Linked DNA regions of Mus musculus: region 2 is linked to region 1. A link is a contact called in public Hi-C data. All regions are on one chromosome and are shown on one strand. Each heading gives the region's core, a stretch centred on a gene start, on an enhancer-like site or on the middle of the called end of the contact. The rest is flanking DNA. Distances are from core to core; before and after follow the strand shown. Region 1 overlaps Gm13986 (predicted gene 13986). Region 2 overlaps Gm13986 (predicted gene 13986).

Evidence for each region. Hi-C and Micro-C count contacts between places; a contact is called where the count stands out from the background.
Region 2: a Hi-C map of bone marrow-derived macrophages shows a contact between it and region 1, with 37 read pairs. The contact joins two enhancer-like sites. A contact is called at or near these places in 1 of 15 datasets of contacts at CTCF or cohesin (the NIH/3T3 cell line), 12 of 484 Hi-C or Micro-C datasets (3T3-L1-derived adipocytes, CD4 T cells, the HL-1 cell line and 5 more) and 3 of 115 datasets of contacts at active chromatin or transcription factors (bone marrow-derived dendritic cells, embryonic fibroblasts and microglia).

What each region holds. Positions count from the first base shown.
Region 1 is chr2:117,910,303-117,916,405 of GRCm38.p6, forward strand. The region is part of intron 8 of Gm13986 (predicted gene 13986); the gene reads right to left. Among named protein-coding and RNA genes, the nearest start is that of 4930412B13Rik, 91 kb to the left of the region's middle. Within about 2 kb of position 3,754, at least 16 of the 459 cell types and tissues checked have an H3K27ac peak or open chromatin away from gene starts, as enhancers often do. A contact at or near this core is called in bone marrow-derived macrophages, where this site is marked.
Region 2 is chr2:118,031,868-118,037,970 of GRCm38.p6, forward strand. Gm13986 (predicted gene 13986) reads right to left here. Exons shown (of 10, transcript NR_126479.1): 5 at 4,678-5,558; 6 at 2,494-3,419; 7 at 1,965-2,075. Among named protein-coding and RNA genes, the nearest start is that of Gm25308, 43 kb to the right of the region's middle. Within about 2 kb of position 2,889, at least 15 of the 459 cell types and tissues checked have an H3K27ac peak or open chromatin away from gene starts, as enhancers often do. A contact at or near this core is called in bone marrow-derived macrophages, where this site is marked.

The sequences.
Region 1 (6,103 bases), core at 2,504-5,003:
TCACCCCACGTGGATCTTCTCAGAAATCCTCTCAGGGAGTTCATCTGTGATGAGGAAAAGGGTTTGCAAGATCTTCCATATCATTCTACTTTCCACAAAACCTTGATGGATTCTCAAGATGCCTGAGTGTTGACCATGGTTATATTTAAGCTGTGTTTCACTCTCAGGTAGGAGAAAGAATTCCTGAAACTAGTCTCAGCACATTCCTGACACAGACAGCTAAAAAAAAAAAAGTGTGCAAAATCTTATTTTCAAAATGTAGAATTAGTCTTAAAATATGAACTCTTATAAAAAGAATATATTATTTGAAAGCAAAATATACTGTATATACCTAATATGAGATATAATAAAAGATAAAGTTAGAAAACTGGGGTTCAGATATAAATTCTGTCATTTTCCATTGAAATCAATTTGGACAGTTTATATATCCTGACTCTCAAGTTCTTCATTTGAAAAATACAATGTAAAAATTTAAAACTGTATCTTCACAGAGATTTTATAAGAATTAAAGAGAAAATGAGATTAGTGCCTTAAACTAGCCAAGTCCATATTGCTAAATCTATCAAATAACTATAAGTCTTAATCTCACCCCATCTATTAGTCACTTTCCACACCACTGCCCCCTCCCTCATTCTTCAAATACTTTCTTTACTTGAACTCTTGAATACCACATTCATTGGATTTTTGCATTCCTATTTTAAGTAGAATGTCTTGGTTTTATTTGTTGCTTCCTCTACATCTTTGTAGCATCTTAACATCTGAGTGTTCTCTGGAAGAAAAGAAGCCCAGCATAATAAATTCAAAGCCAAATTTCTCAAGCATACAAAATGGAGAGGGTCGAGGTTGGCCTGCAGATAGAAGAGCTATCTGTCACTTGAGAAAATGACATGCTATTCGTGGATCGTTGCATGTGATGCTCTGAGAGTAGATGGTATAGAATGTGATCGTATAGAAGGGGTTGTCTAGAAGGATACCCACTTCAGTCTGGATGTACCAATGTGTGTCTGTGTACACATCAAGGGATTTGACCTAAGGCAATGAATAAGAGAATGAAGAAAAATCAAACATTCAAACACGCAGAAATATCTGTGAATCAGGCAGATGGACCGGGCACTTTGCTGGAGAAACCACAGCACCCAGGATGCCTGATGTGGTTACACAGACTTGAACAACGAGACTGGGTAATCACATACAGCTAAACAAGACTCTTAATATCCACACATGGGCCACAAGGGAATGCTTGGCCATTACCCTCTGGGTCTGAGGCTAGGATCTCCCATGGTCATGTCAGCAATAACAATATGCATTCACTAAGGACCTTACACACTCAGAGCCTTCTATACATCAACAATGTTATATCTGACACAAATCCACTTAAGGAAGATTTTAATATTGTCAAAATCCAGCCTGGAACCAGCGATTTAATATCAAAGATATATGTTAACCAAAACATTTATGTCAGTTTTGTTTGTTTGATGAATTTGGAGTTAGGGTAGGCTCAGAGACAAAGGGGTCAAGCAACTTAATTTGAGCACCTAAATTTAAGTCTCAAGGGTGTAGGGCAGAAAAAGAAGGATATACCTAATATGTGCTAGATAACAGACACAGTGAAGGTCAATGACCAGTTTAAATCTTTGGGTCCTAACTGAGGTATATTGATTCCTCAAAGTGATGTACTTTTGCTAAGTAGCTTCATAGGCATTAGTAGCCTTGAAGGCCATTAAAGATAGACTTCTTTTTCTCGTTGAGTTTGGACACTACTTTTTCCTGTTTTCCTGGTAAAACTAAAAAGAAAAATAGCACAACCATTTCTAGCATTTCTTTAGTCAGCCTGTCAAATGAAAGGAATACCTTCAACCTTCTGGTCTGCTTTGAAGATTAAAACATTATATATTTTGGTCTCTTCCCATAAAAGTTAATCCATTTGGGCCTGTAAATCACCTGGTTTCTTCCTTCTTTCTTTTCCTCTTCCAGATACTGACCAAAACCTAAGCATTCTTTGACACTTTGTGCTCTCTCACCTTTGCCTCCCCTTCTGCCATACTTGCCAACCTCCATTACTGAACATGTTTGCTTTCTTGGACCATGACTCAAAGGGCATGGCTTTCTATACCACATCTCCCCTTTCTTGACTGCTTCTGAGAGTACAGCCTGCCTACCTTTTCCTCCTCTAAATTTCCCTCTTTCTCTTTTGAGAGAACCCCAATTTCTCTGGTAATATTTTTACCTCATCTTCCAAGAATTCAGCTCTATTAAGTACTAAAACTTCTGTGTAGAATTATCTCGATTTGTAAATTCTGGTATACTTGGAATCCAAGAGAATACTAAATCCAAAGGTTGTAACAGATACTCATCACACACTTACTTTATCCCAAGCATTTGTGTATAAGATTCACACTGGTAATACCATTATAGGGCCATTGTTATGGGCTAATTTTACAAGTAAAAAAAAAAAACAAAAAAACAAAAAAAACAAAAACAAAAACAAAAGAGAGCTTCCAAAGATGGTTGAGTCAACCAAGTGTGGCTATCAAGCAAAGAGACAAATGATCAGGGCAGCCTGAGCCCTTAGCCTCCTGTGCCTGGGCCCAGTGCTCTAGACTCCACCTACCTGCGGGCTGAGGCACAGCTGCAATGCGATCCCTGACAGCTGTGATGATTTGTGTCCCTCATTCAAATATGTATGAACACTGAGAAGGAACAAACACATCATTATGTTAAGTGCATGTCTGCTAAGATGCAATGATTCACCATTTTAGTAGTTTCATTGCCACAAATCATACATTATATAACTATTCTAAGCTGATCAACCCCAAACCTATTACTGTCAGAAAGTTCTTGTGTTTCCTCAGTAAAACACATTTTCCTCATTCACTCAGAGGTTGGATTTAACATCTGTACTTATTGGGGAAAAAGAAAGAAGACAAACAAAACAAAACAAAACAAAACAAAACAAAACAAAATAAAACACCTCTGCAAACTGCCCTTAAATCTCTTAAGAATATAGCCACACAAAAGAGCAGCCCTACAAAGAGGTTCAGGACAGTGCTGGAAAACCACTGACCATGTCTTAGTTAGGGTTTCTACTTTTGTGACAAAACACCACGACAAAAAACAAGTTGGAGAGGAAAGGGTTTGTTTAGCTTACACTTCCATATTGTTGTTCATCATTGAAGGAAGTTGGGACAGAAATTCAAACAGGGCAGGAACCTGGAGGCCAGAACTGATGCAGAGGCCATGGAGTAGTGCTGCTTCCTAGGTTATTCTGCATGGCTTGTTCAGCCTGCTTTCTGATTTAACCCCGGGCCACCAGCCCAGGGGTGGTACCACCTACAGTGAGCTGGACCCTCCCGCATCAATTATCAATCAAGAAAATGCACTAAAGGCCAATCTGATGGAAATACTTTGTCTGTTGACTTTCCCTTTTCCAAAATGACTTTAGCTTGTGTTTATGTTTGCCTCAAGAGAATGTATTTCATCAACAAGAGGATCAGTATTTCTGTCCGCTTCTATTGAAAACTGAAGGGAGGGACAGTGAGCCAGGATTCTTCTTACTCTCCTTCCCACACACTTGCACACCCTCCAGGTTTTCAGTAACCATACTCCAGGATCCCCAGAACTGTAGCAACAATCAATCTGGAATCAAATGGCATGTACAAAGTTCTTCAATCACACGCACTAGCCCACCATGCTGATCACTGTGAGACCAGACCCACTGCTGGGCAGTAGGGGGCACTATGCTCTCAACCCTGTAACCCTGCCAGTAACTATACCCACTGGAAAGAGGAAGTATCAATTGTTCAGTCCTTGGAGTCTTCTTTTCTTCATATAGTCTGGCCTAGTCCACATCTATTGCTGCAACTGCTTCCCCGCTAGGTTTCGTTTTACTTACGTAAACCAAAGCTTTTTAAAAGCCAGCACCCATTATTGAAACTGAGGTAGACTGCTCAGCAAATTCAATATTATTTTAAAACAATAGTATCCAAAACCAGAACTTAGGGAGAAATTCCAGATCTACAGTTTTAATTGGTCAAAAAACCTATCATCCCATGTTATTGCATTAACTCTTCTTGGAAGACAAGAACAAACATCCATTCACACCAGACAGAACATGAACAACAGACCAAACTGGCCATTCCACAAAGTCCAACTTGGTGAGCCAATGATTTCACTGGGCTTACTGATGGAGCATGAGTTATGGGTTACTTACCAAATCATGGGTAATCCTTTACCAACAGCTACATTACCATGAAGTCCCACCCCATCATAGATATGGCAACTAGGCCAAGGTAATCTCTATTTCAAACTAGAGGTGGGATAATTAATTATGTTATGCCAAAAGGAGACAAGTCAGATGCCTTAGCTCTTGATCCATTCCTACACACTCAAGCCAGGAGCAAAGCCCTGAACAAGAGAGCCCACATGAGGGTCTGGGTGACACTAAAATCCATCAGATCATTGCTATCAAGTCTCTTTGTCCTGGGTCTAGGTTGTACTTGCTAAGATGAAGGAAAGTGTTCTTATCAAATGCTAAAAGACTTGTACAGACCGATGGCAACCTAATAACTATATAGTGGCAGCCACTTCATTCTTCTCCTGTTGATGCCAGTCTCCCATAGCTCTTAGAATTGATTTAAATTATGTACATATTTACCATATTCAGGTATTACTAAGACAGTGTTCTTCAAAGGCTTCATTATGACAAGAAGAACTAAAGTTAAGAAAACACTTGGACTTTCCCCTAAGTACATAAAGACATAGACATATTCTCAATGGAAAACTCATCAGTAGACTCTATTTCCTATCAAGAAATTCCAGTTATGGAAACAAAGTTATCTTAGTTTTACTGTTGGGATAACCCTACGGGAAGATCAACAAAGCACCACCGGGGGACCTAACCCAGTCCATGCCGAATTCTTATACTTCCAGAGTGCCACAGATGATTTTTATGTTATTAACCATTTGTTAAAATAATGAATTGTTGAGATGAGACTCTATCTACCCTTTTCTAAGTTACTTTACACTGTGTACTGAATAAGTCAATATACACTTGTGCCTTGCCATGAGAAACTCCATTTTACAAGTGTCATCTGACTCCATTTGTAAGATGAAGGCTGACTCTGTGCCTGGGTGGTCGTATGAGGTGCATCATATGTCCAACTCCATCCATGCAGCAAAGACTGACCAATGACTTTTCCTGAGAGGAGAAAGGGTGCCACCCTATATATTTGTCAGGGTGACTTGGGTCTGTACACATGGGTATATAAAAACGCACCGGGAAAAGCAGGCCCAAGAACAGGTTAGACAGAGCAGACCTAAGAAAGGATGGAGGCTCCTCATGTGAACCCCACAAAGAGGAAGATGCAAGTCACTGTGCTGGTGATGACTCTACTGACCTGTCACATGGTCCAAGGACCCATGGGTAGAGAACTCTTAACTCTTCCAGAAACTTCAGCTCTGCTCAGCCCTTGCCATTGACACTTCTGACTAGTCCCCATATGCTCATCATCTGGTTTATTGGTCTGAACATGCCGCCCATCCATCTCCCTGTTCAGTTGTGTGGGTGCACTTCTGCTCTTCCCTTCATTTCACTCCTACAGCCCAATTCTGTCCTTGCAGCCTAACTCTGAAACCAGCAGCCAACAGTTGCATCAGCTACCCTAGCTCCTTCTGGGACCAGATCAGATTCCTTATCTTATTAATACAGACTCTATTTGCATTTCTATCGGCCTCCCTATTCTTCAGGACCTTTAAAACCTCTTAAACTCTGTCATGGACTTTTAATCCTTTATAGTCATTCTGAAACCTATACAAATACTTATGTAGACACAGAATTACTGTGTAATGTGTAATGTATAATCTGAAAGTTAATATTAGTAATCAAGATTGGAATTAAAAGAACCCATTGTTTGCCTCAGCCTGGGTTATTGAGCAAAGTGGAAGTATCTAGTGTGTCTTTCAACTACTGTCTTTAAAACCATTATACCTTGTGTATTAATTATTATTCAATAAATTATGGCCTTGTGGAAAGACACAAAGGTGCTTGTCTAAATAAATAAATAAATAAAATAAATGTGTGGTACTTCTCTATGTTTCTGATATA
Region 2 (6,103 bases), core at 1,639-4,138, 120 kb after region 1:
ATCTCACAGCTGGAAGCCACACAGTCAAGCATACATCCTCAGAAGAGTACTGTAACAGCAGCTGAAGGGCTCAACAGCCTGGCCTGCCTTTAGGACTACAGGTTCTCTCCCCTCTCCCCTCTCCCCTCTTCTTCCCTCCCCCCTCTCCGCTCTCCCCCCTCTCTCTTCTTCTCCACTCCTCTCCCCTCTCCCCTTTCTCCCTTCTTCTCCCCTCTCCCCTCTTTTCCCCTCCTCTCTCCCTCTCTCCCCTCTCCCCTCTCCCCTCTCCCCTCTCCCCTCTCCCCTCTCCCCTCTCCCCTCTCACCTCTCACCTCTCACCTCTCACCTCTCACCTCTCCCTCTCTCCTCCAAAACTGGCCTTTTTTGTGGAGGTTCTCATTTCTACACTGGGCTTTGTAAAACAAAAAGCTGAAATAGTCACAAACAGAAGAAGGAACAGAACCTCTGAGAAAAACCTAAGAGCGTGAATCTAGGAGAAACAAGCCCACCCCAGGAACATGAATGACACTGGGCATCTTTAAGTCAGTTACTGTACAATAGAAGGTGATCATGTTTTTATAGAATTCTAAGTTCAGCTGCTTCTCCTCACTAAGGTCCACTCATCTCCTTCCCCAGCCTTGGGCCTCTCTGTGTTCTGATCCCTCCTCCAGGTCCTTGCATAGGGTTCTCTTCTCCTCCACCCCACCCCACCTCCACTCAGAAAGGATTAGAGTGGTCCACTGTACTGACTTGGAAATCTCAACAGGCTGAGAAACCTTCAAGTTCTACAGGAAGAAATGGCAAACGGTGTCATTCTCAAGGCCAAACAACCATCAGGCCATATCTCTAGGCCAGGAAGCCCCTGTTGATTCCTAACTTCTGCTCCATCAGCTCTCAATGCCTCCCTGCTGGAGAAGTGACCCAGAGCATACCAATCCTCACTGAACCCCAGGCAGGGTCCCACACAATAGACACAGAACAAGCCAGAGAGCCAACTGGCCACATAATCAGTGAACAAGCACAGCATAAGCCAGACCAGGATGTCTAACCTACCGTTGCAGATCTCAGGGGAACATGGATAGAATAAAAGAAGGTTGCTAGCTTCCATAAAGCTTCCATCTCTCCCTCAGAAGATGAATATGAACAGTATCCCTTAGTGTTGTTAGTAGAATCTGTGACTTTATTATTTAAAAAAAAAAAAAACTATAGGCATTTTAGCAGCTCATTGTAGTTGTCACAGAAACTCCAGAATGCCATCTTTATGCAGCACTTATTGACATGACAAGAGTTATCAGACCCACTGGTAAAGTTAATCTCATACATCATTTAATAGGTAGATCTATCACTATACTTCATTTCTAAATCAGTGACTGTCTCAATAACATTCTCCTTAGCAATCCTGTATTTCTTATTTTTAAATTTAAAAAAATCAAACATCTGCAGATGTCAAAAGGTTCACAAATAAAAAAAATGCTAAGAACTCTTTGGTTAGAATAATATATGAATTTCTATCTGCCAATCCTCGCTGGGCTATTTAATCCCCACAGCTAGGGCCAACTCTGTTTAAATACACTCCACAGAGAAGACAAGAAGTTCAAGAGTTCAATGGTTCACCATGTCGCTCTTATTACAAGTTCTCTTTGGGGCTTGGACTATGAATTTCCTGTAAGTAGATTGTTGCCTGCTCTACAGTTCCTCTGTGACCCAGACCTTACCTTGTTACTGGGCTGTTGCTATAAGAAATGTCTCCTGGAAGTGTTAACAGCCAAGGACTCTTACCCAATATGTTGGGAGGTTTGTTGTGTCGACCTTGTTTATTTCCACAGAAATTTCTGGTGCTGAGTTGCGGCCAAGAGACTATTCAAGAGACATTTCTTGTTGAATTATGAAAGGACAGCAGTCTCTTCCTGGATAAAATTCTAGTCGGAACATGAATTTGCGCATGGGTAGGAACATTGTGCTTCATATGCAGTTACCTTATTTACCTTTTCTGCCCAAGGGTCCCAAACGAGTGGATGGTCAGGGTCTCGTGCACAGTACAAAATCTAATGAATTGGTGTGTCTTCCTCTGAGATATTTGAGTATTATTAGAATACCTAGAGAAAAAGATCAAAACAAGCTGTAAAATTGCTTCTTAACCATTAAATGATAATGTGGTCCTAGATAAGCAAAACTAAAAAATATATATAAACTCTAATATAATGCTTTCTACTTGCAAAGATTTGTCTCTAGAGGAACCCTGGGTTTGGAAAGAATCTTATTATCTCTGTAAAGATCGCCTCCTTCTCAGTAGTATCTTGCTAAACTCTGGAGGTTCCTGGGGGACTGAACAAAGCCAAAAAGAGAAGTTAAGTACATGCTCAGAACAACACTTGTTCAAATCCCAGAGGAAGCAGCTCAGAATTTACTACATGTTCTCTCCCAGCGTCTTGGAAATGACATCATCGTCAGATTAACTTCTTTGAGTTCTGGAGAAATAAATAGGAAGATGTGAATTGGTTTGACTTCCCTTACCTTGAACATTTCATATTTTGCTCCAAGAGACATGACTGCCAAGTTCTTCCCTGTGGATCCAGAGTTCTAGAGGTGCTTGGTCTGGTTTCTTGGCACATGGTGATGAGCCTATAGTGCCGGCTGCTGAGCTTTAAAGAGTCCTGTTCAGTTCCTCCTCCTTCAGTCTCTGTGCCCCTCCAAAACTAAACCGGACAAACAGAAAAGATTTCTTTCCAAATTCACCTTAAGCAATGTGGTGTCAAGTACTGGAGAGATTAAAGTTTCCAGGCAGAACAATTTCCTTGGTCTCTAGCTTCTTACTTGAAAACCAAGATATTTCCCACAGAGGTAGTCTCTGTTCCTTTGTTCATGTGCCAGCCTGGTGAAAATGCTTACAGTGTGCAGTCAAAATGGAGTGAGTCATGGTGTATAGTTAGCTTTTATTGTCACCCTCTTGGTGAGGAATTATCTGGGTTGGCCTGTGGCCTTATCTGTGAGGATTGTCTTAGGTGGGTTGGTTGAGGTGGAAAGACTCACCCTGAAATTGGGTGGAAATTTTGATCTGGACCCTGAACTCTGCATAAAGGAGAAAGCCACCTGAGTATTTGCAAGCATACATTCACTGAACCTTGTTCCCAATGATAGGTGTGATGTAACCAGTTCCTCCAATCTGCAACTCTGACTTCCCTGCTATGATGGTTTTGTGCTGGTTAGTTTTTGTCAACTAGACACTACAGTCACCTGGGAAGAGGGAACCTCATTTGAGGAGTTGCTTCCACCACATTGGCTTATTGGCAAGTCTATGAGGTCTTTTCTTGGTTAACAATTGATGTGGGGGATGCTGCCCCTGGTCAAGTGGTCCAGAGTTGTATAAGAAACAAAGCTGAGCAAGCCATGGAAAGCAAGCCAGTTAGCAGCACTCCTCCATAGTTCCTGCCTCCAGGATCCTGTAAGATAAACAAACCCTTTCATCTCATCTGGTTTTGGTCAGTGAATTATCATAGGAACAGAAAGCAGACTAGGACAGACTGTTGCCAGGACCTGAGCTCTGAAATGAACCCATTCTCCTCTGAGTTTCTTTTCTCAGAGTGTTTTTATCACAGCAAGAGAAATGAAACAAAGGCACATGGTGATGAAGTCACACTTCTGAAGCTTCTGGCCAGCTAGTCTGTCATGCTCAGTAGCAAACAAGGACCAACAGCACCTCATGTGGACCACAGCATGCAGACACCCACACTCACACAGAAATGCACACATACACATACGCATGCAATTGCTAACCTAGGGAGATTTCTTTTAGTCTCCATTGTACATGGCCTATTAGATAAATCAGAGTATATGGACCCAGATATAAGCAATTCTTTATAACTTTTTGGGGGATTAGAACAGATCTCCAAATTTGTGAACCAGACCCGGAAGCCCGTGCGTTCCTCTGATACTTGTCTCATGGACAGTCTGCCTCCTGCAGATATCTTTTCCCTTGTTTGTATAGTCTAGAGTCCAGGATGCCCCAAGATCTAGATAATCTGGTTTCCCACTGAGCCATGTACTTTGATTTGATCCTAAACAATCTACAGGGGACGAGAGATCCTAGGTGGTGATGGAATAGATACTTGAAGCTCAAGGCTTTAGCAGCCATATTCAGCATCTTGTCCTTCCACAAAGTTACTTCACTACTATCTGTATTCCAGCTTCAGGCATACATACAATATCTTTATAAAGGATGGAAATAATCAATCTATTACTAAGAGAGTCCTATCCAAGGACATATAGCCAGTGCCGGGCTATTAAAGAAAGGTGCTCTAAGAAGACAAATCTTGTCTCTGCTGAGCTTTGAAATTACATGAAAGCACTGAATGTTAGTCAGACCTCTTTGCCTTAATCATCAGAAAATAACTTTCAAAGTGTTTCTCAAACATGGAAGATGAAACTCCAACTTGCATAGTGTTGGCAGTGTCTGTGGCTGCTCCGCACAGCGGGGGTGGGGGGAGGTGGGTGCTGGATGGAGGAGACTCGAGCTCTAGTCTCAGTTCACTTTGTCCTTAGGTCACAGATGCTCCCTAGCAGTTTATTACCCATTCAAGATAAGCAAGGTGGCCCTAGAAGCTCCTTTCTGGCCATGTACAGGACATCATCTATTTATCCAAAGCAGCTTCCCTTACACAGGACTCCAAGACAGACAGACACCCAGCTCCTGGGACTTACAGTTAAGTCATGAAAGTCATTTCTAGCAGATAGCTCCAACCACAGCAGAAATTCCCAGGTCAGAAAATCCTCCTGTGTTATGTTACACTTTGAGCCCACTTTGTGTCTGTGAGAAACAAAAACCCAATGGGAAAAGTCTTTTAAACAACAAGTCTTGACTTTTTAAAGTTAAGACTTTCAAAGACCAGCAAAAGATGCTGAAAAGATGTCACCTTTTATTTTGGTCAAATTATTATCTCTGCTCTGACATCATAGTTTTCTGTACTTAAAGTCTGTGTATTATAAATAACTGCATAAATATGTACACAATTAAAATGGAACTCAGATATAAGATTCAACAGTGGATTTTGTTTTTTGGAAAAGATATAATCCTATTGTATCAAATTTATAAGCTATTTAAATCTTGTGCCTCTTCCCACAAAGGATATTTTTAATAGAATCATATTAACTTTATACACTTTCTTTATAAGTTTTGCCTTAAAACATTGTGCCTTGTTTTATTAAATTGTTTTATTAGAATCCAATTCTGGCTTTTATAACAACATTTTATTCTAAACAGACATTTACTTTTAAAAAAATCTTTATAATGCCTGTATTTGCTATATCACTGCTTATCTGTTTATTGAATTTATTGAATACACAACTCTAAACATTAAAAAAATCCTCATGTTTTAAAAAATAATAATCTAAATAGTAACATAAAGCTGCAGGAGGTAATGAGGTGAAAAGCTGATGACAGGAAAACCGGATGCATCCAACGGCTCAAGCCACCAGCTTCTGTGGGTCCCCCATCTCGTCTCACAGTGGAAGAGGCATCCATCTTATGAGGCTGCTTCCTGGAGCATGGATCTCAAGATCCTTTCTTCTTCAAGCCTCTCTGTCTTAAAAAAAACAAAATGAAAGCAAAGCTTTCCCAGTCAGCCCTGTCCCACGTGCTTTTCTAGTTCGTGCCCCGCGTCTTCACCCCCACACATTTGTCCATCTGTTCACCTCCCATATCCTCCACGGCGCACTTATCTCTGCCATTCATCAGCACTAATCCATTTAAACCGTTCTTGCAAAGATAAACAGCAATTCCTCATGTAAACCCCACAAGAAACTCTCAGTCTCCATCTCGGATGACCTACACCTCGTGTTGAAACCCTGACTTCTCCATCTTTACTTCATCTCCCCATCATCCTCCTCTCCATCTGTTTTCCTTCCCTCTCCCTTTGTAATTTCTCACCCCTTCACCAGCTTTAATACAGTGGCTCTCCAGAAGTGTCTCTCCACTTCTCAATCAAACCCTTTTGGTAGATGAACCCCCCTGAATTAAATGACAGTCTAGCGCTGATAACTTCACAACTTAGAAAACAAATTTTCCAGAGCTTCAGGTCTGGATATCCAACTATGTATACAACATCGCCAGTAGATAGATAGACGCCTC